2 separate regions of the Mus musculus genome follow, and region 1 is linked to region 2. A link is a contact called in public Hi-C data. All regions are on one chromosome and are shown on one strand. The core of a region is the stretch at or near the end of the contact, and the rest is flanking DNA. Distances in the headings are between cores, read along the strand shown.

Region 1 (7,183 bases), core at 51-2,550, 240 kb before region 2:
GAGGGTCCAAGACACAGAAGCAACTGTCATAGTGTGGGTGAGAGTTAGGAGCTCAAATCAGGACCGTTGTGGGTAGTCACAGAAAAGTGACTGTATTATAGAGGTGGAAAGACAGAATGGGGGAAATTGCTAATGGCATATCAAATGTAAAAGATGGGCTCAGCACCTGTTCATCTGGACAAGATGACATTTATGAAGACAAAACTCTGTGAGCCACCGCAGTAGAGGGTAGGGAGGTAGGAGAACTTTCCCAGCAAGTGTTCACACATCTCCTGATGTATAACGTTCACCTGATACAAGCTAAGGGCCATATCAAGAAGTTCCATTACTGGATATATACTGAAAAGAAGTGGGTGCAGGGCCAAGATGACTCAGCTAATAAAGAAGGTTGCAGCTGAGCCTGACAATCTGAACTCCATCCTCCAGATCTTCACAGTGAAAGGTGAGAACCAACTCCCAAAAGTTGTCCTCCAATGTCCACTGACACATTGTGGCACATGCAAAAAAAAAAAAATGTTTAAGACAGTAACTCAGATTATGTAGTCCTGGGTAGCCTGGAACTTGCTATGTTGATCAGGCTGTCCTCTTACTCACATAAATCTACGTGCTCCTGCCTCCTAAGTACTGAGATTGGAGGTATGCACAACCGTGATCATGCCCATCAGTAAATGTAATTTTTGAACGAAAGAGATATTTGCTCATCAGTGCTCATAGCAGAACTATTCACAAAAGGTAGAAAGGCATCCTAAATATCCATCAACAGATAAGCAGGTAAATGTGGCATATACGAGAAATAAACTACTATTAATATAGAACAGAGATCATATTCTGACATGTGCTGTAACATTCAGAACACTACTACAAGTAAGCCAGACCCCAAAAAACAGATGTTTTAGAGTCCACTGATATGAGGTACTTGGAATCATGGGATTCACAGAGTCACACCAAGGAAGGTGGTTTCCAGGAGCTGGGTAATGGGAATAGGGAGTTGGTGTTTAATGACTATAGAGTTTGAGCTGAGGGAGATGGCAAGAGTTCTGGAGGTAGCATATGGTAAGGATCCCACAAGCACAGGCAGGTACTTAATATCACTGAAGTGAATATCCCAAAAGGGTAAAGCCAGGGGCTGGAGAGATGGCTCAGAGGTTAAGAGCACTAGCTGCTCTTCCAGAGCACCCAAGTCCAATTTTCAGAACCCAAAAGGCAGCTCACAGCTGTGTGTAACTCTTCTGGCCTCCAAGGACACCAGGCATGTATCTAGTACATGTAGAAGCAGGTGCACACATAAGCACAGTTCTCTCTCTCCCCCCCTCTGTCTCACTTCCTCTTTCTTCTCTCTCAAATAAAATAAATAGACTTAAAGGAGAAGGAGGAGGAGAAGAAGAAAAAGAAAAACAGTTAAAGCAGACCTAGTATCATAGACCTACAATTGGTCTGCACTTCTACCTACCTGGGAGGTTAAGGCAGAAGGATTCAAAGCTGGGCTACAGAATGAGTTCATATAAGTTGAAGCTTATCTCAAAGTAAAAAGTTAAAAACAGGACTTGGGAGAAGGGTGGTAAAGTGGTTGCCCAGCATGCATAGAGCCTTGAAGTCAATGCCCACGATGAATAAACCAGGTGTGACAACCAACTCATACTGTAATCCCAGCATTCATAAGGTGGAAGCAGAGGATCGGGAGTTCAAGGCCATCCTTGCAAATTCAGCAAGTTTGAGGCCAGCCTCAAGGTCATCCTCTGCTACATACTGAGATCAACTCAGCCTGGATTCCAAGAGAACTTTTGAAAAAAAAAAAAAAGAAAGAAAAAGAAGCCGGGCGTGGTGGCACACGCCTTTAATCCCAGCACTTGGGAGGCAAAGGCAGGTGGATTTCTGAGTTCGAGGCCAGCCTGGTCTACAGAGTGAGTTCCAGGACAGCCAGAGCTACACAGAGAAACCCTGTCTCGAAAAAACCAAAAAAAAAAAAAAGAAAAAGAAAAAGAAAAAGAAAGGTAAGAAGAAAAAGAATAAAGAAAGGAACCAGGTAGTGGTGGTATGTGCCTTTAATCACCAGGACTTGGGATGCAGAGGTAAGTGGATCTCTGTGAGTTTGAGGCCAGCCTGGTATACAGAGTGAGTTCCAGGACAGCCAAGAACACACACAGAGAAACCCTGTCTCAAAAAACAAAACAAAAAAACAAACAAAAAAAAGAGAGAGAAGAAAGAGTAGGAAGAAAAAGAAAAAAAGATGAGAGATATATAGCTCAATAGTAGGACTCTTGCCTAGAAATTTCAAAGCCCTGGGTTAAATTGCTCTTAGTAGAAAATAAAAAGGTTAAAATGGTATTTTAAAAGGTTATTTTAAAGCTTTTACCAAGTTCACGTGTGAGCATGACTCAGGCACTTAAATATAAAATGAACTGGGTGTGGTAGCACATGCCTGTCTGTAATCCTAGTACTGGGGGAGGGGGGGAGGCAGGAGGATCACAAGCGCCAAGCCAACATGAGCTACTCAGGAAGACCCCCACCTCCGTCTAAAAATAAACAAACAGAAAGAAAAAGCAAACAAATTATAGCCTGCACATGTTACAGCGCTGAAACGGCCTAGAGCCCGGCAGCTTCAGGGCTGCTCCGCTGCCCTTGAAACAGGGCGACGAGGTCTGCAGGAACATGGCTGCCTCAGCTGTAATTTGAGTTTCCACACTCCAACATCTCACCTTCAAAATGACCATTAGCCTTGAAGCCACAGACTGACCAGGCTCCCAGGTAGCTCCACCTGAATGGACTGACTTGCTGCTATTTTACTAAAATGACTGACCACTGCTGACCAACAGCAAGCTCTGTTGTACTCAAACTGGTTTTTTAGATCTCAGAGAAATGCCAAAACCTTCTTGTGATCTGCAGGCAAATGGCAGAGCCAGGTAAGCCCGGTGCCTGGAATCAGACAATCTGGTTGTCTGTCAAGTGATGTTTGACAGCACTGGGATTCTTATCATAAATCACCATGCCCAGCACAACTTAGTTTCTAGGTTGCATGTGCACAAGACCCTACATTCTAAGGAAGCATTCACAGTCAAGGGAGAGAGACATTCCTGTACTTTAGTCCAAGGCACGTGGGACTGGTGAGATAGGCCAGAGGGTAAAGGTGATTGCCTCTAATATCTGACTTAGGACCTGACTTTGATCCCTGAGACCTACGTGGTAGGAAGAGAGAACCATCTCACGCTTGTTCAGTATTTGAGTTATTTGGGAAAGAGATTTGATCCTAACCCCCTTTAAATTTCAAGACATTTAAACAATAATAAAACAAATTGAAAAAAGAAACAAGCACCTTGTTGGGATGGCAAATACACAAGAAACCAAACGGTTTCCCACGAGCAATAGAGCACTGTCTACCACGAAAGCCCAGTAGCCAGCCTGCAGCTCTTGCCATCTTCTGCCCATTTTGTTTGCTGAGCATTCTTTGCCCCACCCCACCCCCAGCCCCCTGCCTCATGTAGTCTAGTGGAAGTCCAGCAGTGTGGGAGCTAGTGTTAATATGCCCAGGAATCCTGGGAAACAGGGTCTTTGAGACTCAAGTGGGCCTGAATGGAGGGAGAGATCATCAAAAACTCAATCAGAGGATAGACTGGTAGGAAAGCCTAAAATCCTAACTACTGAAGAGGTTGAGGCAGGAGGATTAAAAGTTCCAGGTCAGCCAGAACAACTTAATTAGACTCTGACTCAAAAGAAAAATAAATAAATAAAAAGAGGGTTGGGGTTGCAAATCAGTAGCAGAGGGCTTATTCATGTCTCCAAGACCCTACATTCAACCCCCAGTCCTGCTAATAATAATAATAATAAATAATAATAATAATAATAATAATAATAATAATAATAATAATAATAATAATAATAATAAACAGTAAGGCAGGGCATTGGAAGGATCATGAAGACCAGATCTGTGGCCTGGCATCATGGCTCGGGGACCTGCAAAGACTCCAGCACAGGTGGAATGAAGGATGCCCTGTGGGAACAAAGGGCACAGAGATAGAAACTGGATCACAAACCATCTTGTATGCTAAGAACATGAACTTTACCCTACAAGTCACCAGCCACTGGAGACCTTAAAGAAATAAAGTAATACCATTTGGTCGAGCATGTGTGTTTGTTTTAAACCAACGCTCTGTGAGCCTACTACTCTAGCAGTGAAGAAAAATAAGACAGGAAGGCAGGAGGTGACTGCAGTCAGCAAAGAAAACCTCAGCCACCAGAGATGTCAAGGATGTGGGCGACCTGTGTGGTTACCAGAAATTAGCACAGAAATCAGGAGGGTGGGGGTCAGAGCAGGAAGAGATGGAGTCCAGTGCTGGGCACCTCAGAAGTGCTTGGAGGAGTATGGGCTTGGGATTCAGCAGGCCCCCCAAGGTTACCCAGATAATGAGGGAGGGAAAGAACCTGAAGATAAATCCACAAATCTGTGGAGGAATTATTACATTTGTGAGCTTATGGGGAAAGAGAGGCTACCGTGGAACCTGTCCTCAGTATGTGATATGGCCACTTCGGTTTATGTTTTGGTTGTTGTTTTGTTTTGTTTTTGAACAGATTCTATTTAACCTTGGTTGGCCCAGAACTCATCCTGTAGATCAGACTGGCCTTCGACTCAGAGTCTACCTGCCTCTGCCCCCAAATCCTGGGATTAAATGTGTGTTGCACCTTGCTCAGACCCCACTGTGTTATTCACAGAAGAGACCCTCACAAGAGAAGGTCTATCAGCATATTCCCCTCACAGCAATAGATGAAAACCACTCTCTCTGCTCGTATGAGATGGAAGGGTAACTAAGACATAGTGACCCCAATCTGTAGACCCAGCACTTGGGAAAATAAGGCAGGAAGATTTCAAGTTACTGTGAGTCTAGGGGTGGTCTAAAGTACAGAGGAAGACCTTGAATCAAAAATAACAAAAACAAAAACATGGGGGCTGGAGAGATGGCTCAGTTAAAAGAATTTGCAGCTCCTGCTGAGGACAGAACTACCTATCATGCCAGCTCCAGGGCACTTACGCCTCTCGCCTATGACCTCCACCAGCACTTGTGCTCAAATGTACATACTCATACAGACATCAGACACACACACACACATAATTAAAAATAATAAAAATATTTTTTAAAAGAGGTAGGAGAGAAGGTTTTGAATTTCTGGGTCCAGCAGGCCAGGGATTCCATATCCACAGCGCAGGAAGTCAGCACACCTGCCGGTGCTTTCCTGAGCCTTATCTCTGCATACACTCCTTCTCTAATGAAGGCTGTCATGTTTTCAGTCCCCACCACTTCACTCACCTGCATCTGGGGTGGAGTCTGATGCTGCCCCAGCTTTGTTGATAGCTTCCTTGGGTTTATTCTGGTCATTGCAGTCCAGGGATGAAGGTTGTACCGTGTTCTAATGATAAGGATAAAGATGATTATAGAGTGACTCAACCCCATCTTGTGGATTAACATTTCTCAAATGTATACTGTGGGTATGCACAAAAACACCAGAGAAGCCACCTTTCCCAAATTACCTGCAAACCTCCCAGCCCCTTCGTACCCTACACTGGAAGTTCTGGCTATAGAGAAGACAGCAGAGCCATCCTTCTGTGAAAGTCACATAAATTTCATCAGTAACTAGATCCAGTCCTCAAAGGCTTCGCAGGAACAAATGAGAGAGAAAAAAGAACTATGTTCAACACTATGAACATCCTGTAAGGAAAGAGGAGTTTTTATTGGACCAACAAACTGGTCAGTTATTGTCCACAGGACACCTTTTCTCTCCGTCCAGCACTAAGTTAAATGTCATAGAGCAGAACATACAACCAGTAGGCTGTACTCCACAAGGAGTTCCTGAAGACTTATGAGGTAGACCTCCAATCAAGGGTCATCTCCATTCTGGATGGAAGAATCCTGTCGGAAAGGAGAAACAGCATTGCCTTGGGATTTCCTGGCCATAGCCAGAGTCTACCAGACAGCAACATGGAAACCAGCTCATGGAGAACTTAGTTAGTGGCAGCAGCTTCTACAGGCTACTCTTTCCCTAGCATTCTAGCAAATTATTTTAGAGATGTATTTAGTTGTGTCTGGTCTGTGTAAGCGTGTGCACACTCAAGGAGGCCTGGAGATGGTGTTGGATGGACCATGGACCTCTCCATCTCTCTCTCTGCCTTCTACTTGGGAGGCAGGGTCTCTTCCTGAACCTGCATTTTCTCAGCTCTCCTGGAAACCACATGAAGTGTAGTTTGGATTATTCTGTTGCCCTTCCATTGTTTTTGTTTATACCAATTAGAAAAGAAAGAGAAAAAAAAAAAAAACAAAACTGCTGGGATTACAGGCCATTTGTAGGGATACCTGGTTTGTTACGTAAGATTGGAGCTCTGCTCCTCATGATTGGAGAGCAAGCACTTTTGACCACTGAGGCATCTCTCCAGTTCTTTATCCTAGGAAATTTCTCATGTGGGCCCGGTAGTGCACTCAAGTCATCTCAGCACTGAGGCTGCCTCCGTAGAGGCAGGAAGATCAGGAGTTCAAGGCCATTCTTGGCTACACGTTCAGTTTTAGGCCAGCTTAGGCTATATTAAACCATGTCTCAAGAAAAAAAAGTAGGGGCTGGAGATTGAACACTTGCTCTTCCTGTTTGCAGCACATACGTAGTGCTTTACAACACCCATAACTTCAGTTCTGGAGGATCCAGCCCTTTTCTGACTTCCTTGGGCACCGGTCACGCATATGGTGCAAATACATATGTGTAGGCGCTACACAAAAACAAAAAAATAGAAAGAAATAAATCTTGTTTTAAGGGTGGGTGGGTATGGGGGACTTTTTGGTATAGCATTGGAAATGTAAATGAGCTAAATACCTAATTAAAAAAAAATTTTTTAAAATCTTGTTTTAAAATGACACAAAACTTCTAAGGCTCTAAAAAGCTGCACACAGGGCGGGGCAGCAGTGGCACAGGTCTTTAATCCCAGCCCTCAGGAGGGAGAGGCAGGAGGACCTCTGAGTTTGAGGCCAGCCTGGTCTACAGAGTGACCAGGACAGCCAGGGCTACACAGAGAAACCCTGTCTCAGAATAAAACAATCAAACAACTGCACATAGGTTAGTCCCATCCCTGATTCTTCATTATCATGCATTTCCAAAATTTCAGATAGATTAGTCAGAAATTATACAGTTCTCAAAAAACAATCACAGCTTT
Region 2 (6,305 bases), core at 2,304-4,803:
CAGTGGGCAGTAAGCCACACCTCCCAAAAGTGCAGTTCACTCTTGCAGATCTGGTCCTCGAAAATTACAGGATGCGCCACTAGTTCAGGCTCAGTAGTGGTGTTAGTAACTACCTCTAACTCTATGAAGATGATGGACTGTTCTCTAGGCAAGCCCTAGTAAGGACAGAAATGGGACAGAGTCTAAGGATATCTGTGTTGTTAAAATCTTTTCCCTGAGGGGGGCTGCGATCGGAATGTAAAGTCAATAAGTAGAGAAAACAAAACAAAACAAAAAACTCTTCTGTAAGGTCCCAATGATAAACCAAGGTACTATGCCACTAGTACCTTGGGCCCCTGAGAACTTATTGGCCTTTCTTACAGAGCCTAGGTGAGGGGTTACTTACAGGAGTGTGGGTGAGCCACTTCAGAAGTCCCTGGCTAAAGGGTTTACCCAGCATAATGTTCCTGTAGCCATATAGATGGAGCTCCCTCCCTAAGTCATTCTCCACCTATAGAATTCTGGGTATATATATATATATATATATATATATATATATATATATATATATATATATATATATATATATATATATATATGTATATCAATCAGGTAATATATGTAATATATATATTACACACACACCCAGCCCTGGAGATCCTGGGGTCATGTGCAATTAGGGAACTGGTTGAGGGAAGTGACTGGATACTCAAGTGAGGGTCTCATGACCCTCCACAGCCCCTCATCCTATAAGGGAAAGTCAACAGTCAGCAAGCACAGCTGAGGTGGTCTTCTGCCTGCAGACCCAGCTAAAGTTCTGAGGAGGATGGTAGTTTGCCTCCAAAGATAGTCCTGTTTGGTCCCATAATACACATGTGGTTGTGCATGTCCACAATATGTTCAGGAGGTAGAAGACAGAGCATCGGAACTTCAAGGCCAGCCGGAACAACAAACTTTCAGCACAGCCTGGACAGCATAAAACCCAAGTGTAGGTGATGTGCTCTTTTAATCCCAACACTTGGGAAATAGAGGCAGGCAGATCTCTGAGAGTTTAAAGTCAACCTGGTCAATATAGTGAGTTCTAGGCCACCAGAGCTGCACCATGAGTCCCTGGAAATAGTTCCACGAATGGAGTTTTGTTTATTTTTTCAATTGAGCTACTTCTTGTTTGCTTGAGAGGATTTCCACATGTAGCACAGGTTGTCTTGGAACTTAGAGTGCTCCTGCCAATGTCTCACCAGCAGGAGCTATAGGCAGGTCAATGGTGACCAGTATTGAAGAAACATTTCCCCCACCCTGTACCTTCTCCTTTTTTTTTTTCCTTTAAAATGACAAGCCCTCACTTAACACAGGCTGTCCTCATATTTGCTCTTGTATCCAAGGATGACCTAACACTCCTGAGCTTCTCTCTATTATCTGAGTCCTGATAATATCTTAGTATCTTAGTATCTTGTCTATATTGTCCAGAAATCAGCAGTTCAGTTTATTGGTTAGCAGCAGCAGCTGGATCCACTCGCAAACACTTCATGGATACACCAGCAGTCCAGTTTGGGAGAGTCAGGATAGCAAACATGAATCAGTAGCAGTGGAACGACCTAGCAGAGACAGCCAGGCCTCAGCCTTGGCACAAGTCAGCAGGTGGGACCAGGAGGAACACTACGAAAAGTTCTAGGCTGTGCCTCTCTCAGGGATGAGATAAGCAGACTTGAGACCTACAAGCATTGCATAGCTAGCTCTAGAAGCAAGCCTAGCTCAGCCTCTATCACCATCCACTGAGTCCTACTTATACTCTCTCCAAACATCACATGTTCTCCATGAGTCTTGACGCAGCACATGCGTCTGTCTTACCTGACATCACTCTGCCAATCAGCCCAAGTCCGAAGAAGCAGCAAGAAACTGCAGCACACCACCAAAAGTTTTTTGGTGCATTTCTCCCTATGGAGTCCTGACAAATTCAACTCAACTGTGCAATGGAAGGCAGGCCAATACATGCCAGTTTTTAGCAAAGAATCCTTTATCACGTGTCCTTTCATGTGCTTGCTTTAGCAGTACATCTCTCTCCTGTGTCTGCTTCAACTAAATGTTCCTTCATGAGTCTGCCTTACTCTTTCACCTGTGTCCACTTCAGGAAAACACTCCTTCACGTGTTAGCTCCAGCAAAATACCTTCCAACACAACTGACAAACCTTAAGCTTCCACTTTACCCAGGACTTCAAAAGAAAAGGCAAGAGAATTGTTAAAAGTTCAAGGCAAGCTTCCTCTACAAAACAAATTCCAGGCCGTCCATGGCTACATAATAAAACCCTGTCCCTCAAATAGAAAAGAAAGTAAGCCTAGTGCATGCCTGCAGACATAATCTTTTTGTTTGTTTGCTGTCTTTTTGGGGTTTTTTTGTTTTGTTTTGTTTTTTAAGACAGCCTTGTTTATGTGCCCCTGGCTGTCCTGGAACTCACTCTGTAGACCAGGCTGGCCTCAAACTCAGAAATTCACTTGTCTCTGCCTTCCAAGTGCTGGGATTAAAGGCGTGCGCCATCATGCCCAGCTAAGTGATTTCTTTTTAATTATGTGTACTTAATAATGTATGCTACCTATGTGTGAGTATGAGCCTATGAGTACTGGTACCTTCTGAGGCTACGAGAAGATTTCAGGTCCCCTTAGAGCTGGAGTTGTGAAATGCTAGTGTTAGTAACTGAACTCAGGTCCTCTTTGAGAGCTTTATTTTTATTTACATGTAAAAAAAAAAAAAACCGTTATTCTTATTTTATATGTGTGAGTGTTCTGGCTACAGCTATGTCTGTTCACCACAAGGGTGCTGTGTTCATGGAGGCCAGAGGGCACTGGATCCCCTGGGATTGAAGTATAGATAGAGAGTTGAGTCAGCATGCTTGTGCTGGGAATCAAACCTGGATCCTTTGGAAGAACAATCATATCCCCAGCTGCCTAGCCTTTCTTTTTATTTTACAAGCATGGGTGTTCTGCCTGTATGTGTGTTTGGGTACCACTCACATGCAGTGCTGAAGGAAGCCAGAAGAGGATGTCAGCTCTCCCTGAGCTGGAGTTACAAAGAAGAGTGTGAGCTACCCTGTGGGTGCTGGGAATTAAATCCTGGACCTCTGCAAGAGGAGCAAGTGCTCTTAAGGACTGAGCTATTTCTTCAGCCCCCAAATTAAATAATAATAATTTTTTGGTTTTTTTTAAATATGTGTAAATGTTTTACAGGGTTGTATACACAGCCCAGGTTACCCTGGAACTCACTTTGTAGCTGTGGCTTAGCCTTAAGTTTAGAGATCTGTTTGCCACGGCTGGGTTTAAGGGCATGTGGTAAAAGTCAGACCTAAAATAACTCACATTTTTTGGTTGGTTTTGGTTTTGGTTTTGGTTTTGGTTTTGGTTTTGGTTTTAGTTTTGGCTTTGGTTCTTCGAGGCCGGGTTTTTCTCTGTAATCCCGGCTGTCCTAGAATTTGCTTTAAGTAGGAGGGGAGTATGAACGGTGGTGGGCAGGCCTGAGGGGCGGGGCTTCATGTATCCCCGCCCATGACGTTAAGACTCAATCAGCGCTGCGGAAGCGACCGCAGAGAAGTGGTGGGACTTCTGCAAGTGCTTCCGGAGAGGTCTCTGCGTGGGAAGTTCTGGGCGCTGCGGGCCAAGCTTCTGCAGAAGATGTTTTATCACGTGAGCTGGATGCGGGGTAACTGTGAGGGGCAGTCACAGGAGGATCCTGGAGGCCCGGAAGGGCCGACAGGTCGCCTCCTGTCCTCAATGTGGCTGGCTGAGTCTCCATCTTCCTTTCTCTGCAGATTTCCCTGGAGCACGAGATCCTCCTGCACCCACGATACTTCGGTCCAAACTTGCTCAACACGGTGAAGCAGAAGCTGTTTACCGAGGTGGAGGGGACCTGCACTGGGAAGTGAGTTTCTGCTTCACAGAGAGGTCTGCTGAATGCACGCACAATGGCGCTAGTCTCTAACCTCTTCTTAACTCCTTCTGTCAGGGCTTGTCGCTTACTCTGAGGAACCCTTTCACCCCTCCAGGCACCTGAAGCAGCCAGTTTTTGCCTGTTTTAGACACTCTGAAAAGCTACTAAAGAAAATTTTCTTCCCTTATGTGAGATAAGACCGTTATTATGCAAATGTTTTTGAGTTTTGAGATGGCCTCACTATGTGGACCAAGCTGGGCTCTAATTCAGAGATCTGCCTGCCACTGAGTGCTGACATTAAAGGCTTTCATCACAATTCTCTGACTCGTTTGTGGTTTTTGAAAGACCTGTCTCAGCTTTGACCCTGGCAAGTCCTCCTGCCTTAGCCTACATGGTACTGAGAGAATAGGTGTATGTCAGCATATCTAGGCCTTCTTGGGCATTTACTGTACCATCATGAGAGCATCATTTAATATTTCATGTGCTAAGCTGGTCGGGGGTGGCGCATGCCTTTAATTCCAGCACTTGGGAGGCAGAGGCAGGTGGATTTCTGAGTTCAAGGCCAGCCTGGTCTAAAGAGTGAGTTCCAGGACAGCCAGCGCTACACAGAGAAACTCTGTCTCGAAAAAACATATATATGTGTGTGTGTGTGTGTGTGTGTGTGTATATATATATATATATATTTAGGTGCTAATCTGTGTCCTGTCTCTTCTTGATCAATGAACCATCTGAACAGAGGTTCTTTCACACAGAGACTCTTATTGCTGGTGGCTTTTCAGAGGCTCTTCACATAGCTGTCTTCTTTCATTTTTCATGCAGATATGGCTTTGTAATTGCTGTCACCACCATCGACAATATTGGTGCTGGTGTGATCCAGCCAGGCCGAGGTTTTGTTCTTTATCCAGTGAAATACAAAGCTATTGTTTTCCGGCCCTTTAAAGGTGAAGTGGTGGATGCTGTGGTCACTCAGGTCAACAAGGTAAGAGTATTATTCATAGAAAGGTTATGGGGTATTTCCTAAGGTGAGGGTTCAGTCCCTAGTCCACTTACTAGTTGCCTTAAGTCTTTTGTTGTTGTTAAGATTCATTTTATCTTAGTTTTTTGGTTTTTCTTTTCTGGTTTTAGGGTTTTCTTTTTTCTTTTCTTTTCTTTTCTTTTCTTTTTTTTTTTTTTTTTTTTTTTTTTTTGAGACAGGGTTTCTCTGTGTAGCCCTGGCTCTCCTGGAACTCACTCTGTAGACCAGGCTGGCCTCGAACTCAGAAATCCACCTGCCTCTGCCTCTCAAGTTAAAGGCATGTGCCACCACTACCCAGCAGGTTTTTTGTTTGTTTGTTTGGTTGGTTGGTTGGTTGGTTTGATTTTTTGTTTGTTTGTTTGTTTTTGTTTTTAGAGACAGGGTTTCTCTGTGTAGTCCTGGCTGTCAGTTTTGTACTTTTGTTTTTGAGGCAGGGATTCACTGTGTAGCCCTGGCTGTCCTGGAACTTACCCCATAGACCAAACTAGCCTTAAACTCAGACATCCACTTACCTCTGCCTCCTGAGTGCTGGGATTAAAGACACGAGCCACCACCACCCAGCAATTTATTTTAATTTTAACTATGTGTACTTGTATGTTATCTGGGGTGAGTGCAAGCCCATGAGTGCTGGTACCTTCTGAAGCTTCAAGAGGGTTTCAGGTCCCCTCCTACCTGGAGTTGTGAGACCCTGGATATGGATGCTAGGAATTGAACTCAGGTCCTCTGCAAGCACGGTTATGCACTCTTAATTATTTAGCCATCTCTTCAGTCCCTTAGGTCACTTTTTGGTTCTTCACTTTCCTTAACTGTCTTTCCATCTAACTTAGCTGGGGGTGTCTTCTGAATTACAGAAGTAGTCGTGCTACAATAGAAATCTGCATTGACTGAGTCGTTACTGTTGACTGATAGTATGCAAACTACCCCCTGACTCTTTTTTTTTTAAGGGTTTTTTTTTTTTTAAAAGATTTATTTATTTACTATATGTAAGTACACTGTAGCTGTCTTCAGACACTCCAGAAGAGTGAGTCAGATCTCGTTATGGATGGTTGTGAGCCACCACATGGTTGCTGGGATTTGAACTCAGGACTTTTAGAAGAGCAGTCGGGTGCTCTTACCCACTGAGCCATCTCACCAGCTGCCCCCTGACTCTTTCTTTCTCCACTCTCCTCTCCAGACCTGAAGATCAAACCCAGGGTCGTACAATTCAGCTAAATTTCCAAGCCCAGGCCTTTCTTCGTTTATTTGTTTGCTTTTGTTTTTTTGAAACAGGGTCTCACTATGTAGCCAAGGCTGGCCTTGAACTCACTTTGTAGCTCTGGCTAACTTTTTTTTTTTTTTTTTTTTTTTTTTTTTTTTTTATTATATGTAAGTACACTGTAGCTGTCTTCAGACATT

The links. A called contact is a pair of places that touch in the nucleus more often than the background predicts.
Region 1: a contact with region 2 is called in a Hi-C map of pre-B cells, with 4 times the contacts expected there. A contact is called at or near these places in 1 of 484 Hi-C or Micro-C datasets (pre-B cells), 2 of 130 datasets of targeted methods (bone marrow-derived macrophages and pancreatic cancer cells) and 2 of 9 other capture datasets (adipose tissue and liver).

What each region holds. Positions count from the first base shown.
Region 1 is chr19:9,035,373-9,042,555 of GRCm38.p6, reverse strand. It overlaps a transcript of Ahnak not described here. Among named protein-coding and RNA genes, the nearest start is that of Scgb1a1, 49 kb to the left of the region's middle.
Region 2 is chr19:8,795,805-8,802,109 of GRCm38.p6, reverse strand. It overlaps Polr2g (polymerase (RNA) II (DNA directed) polypeptide G), which reads left to right and starts at 3,553. Exons shown (of 8, transcript NM_026329.2): 1 at 3,553-3,651; 2 at 3,777-3,886; 3 at 4,715-4,874. The coding sequence starts at 3,640.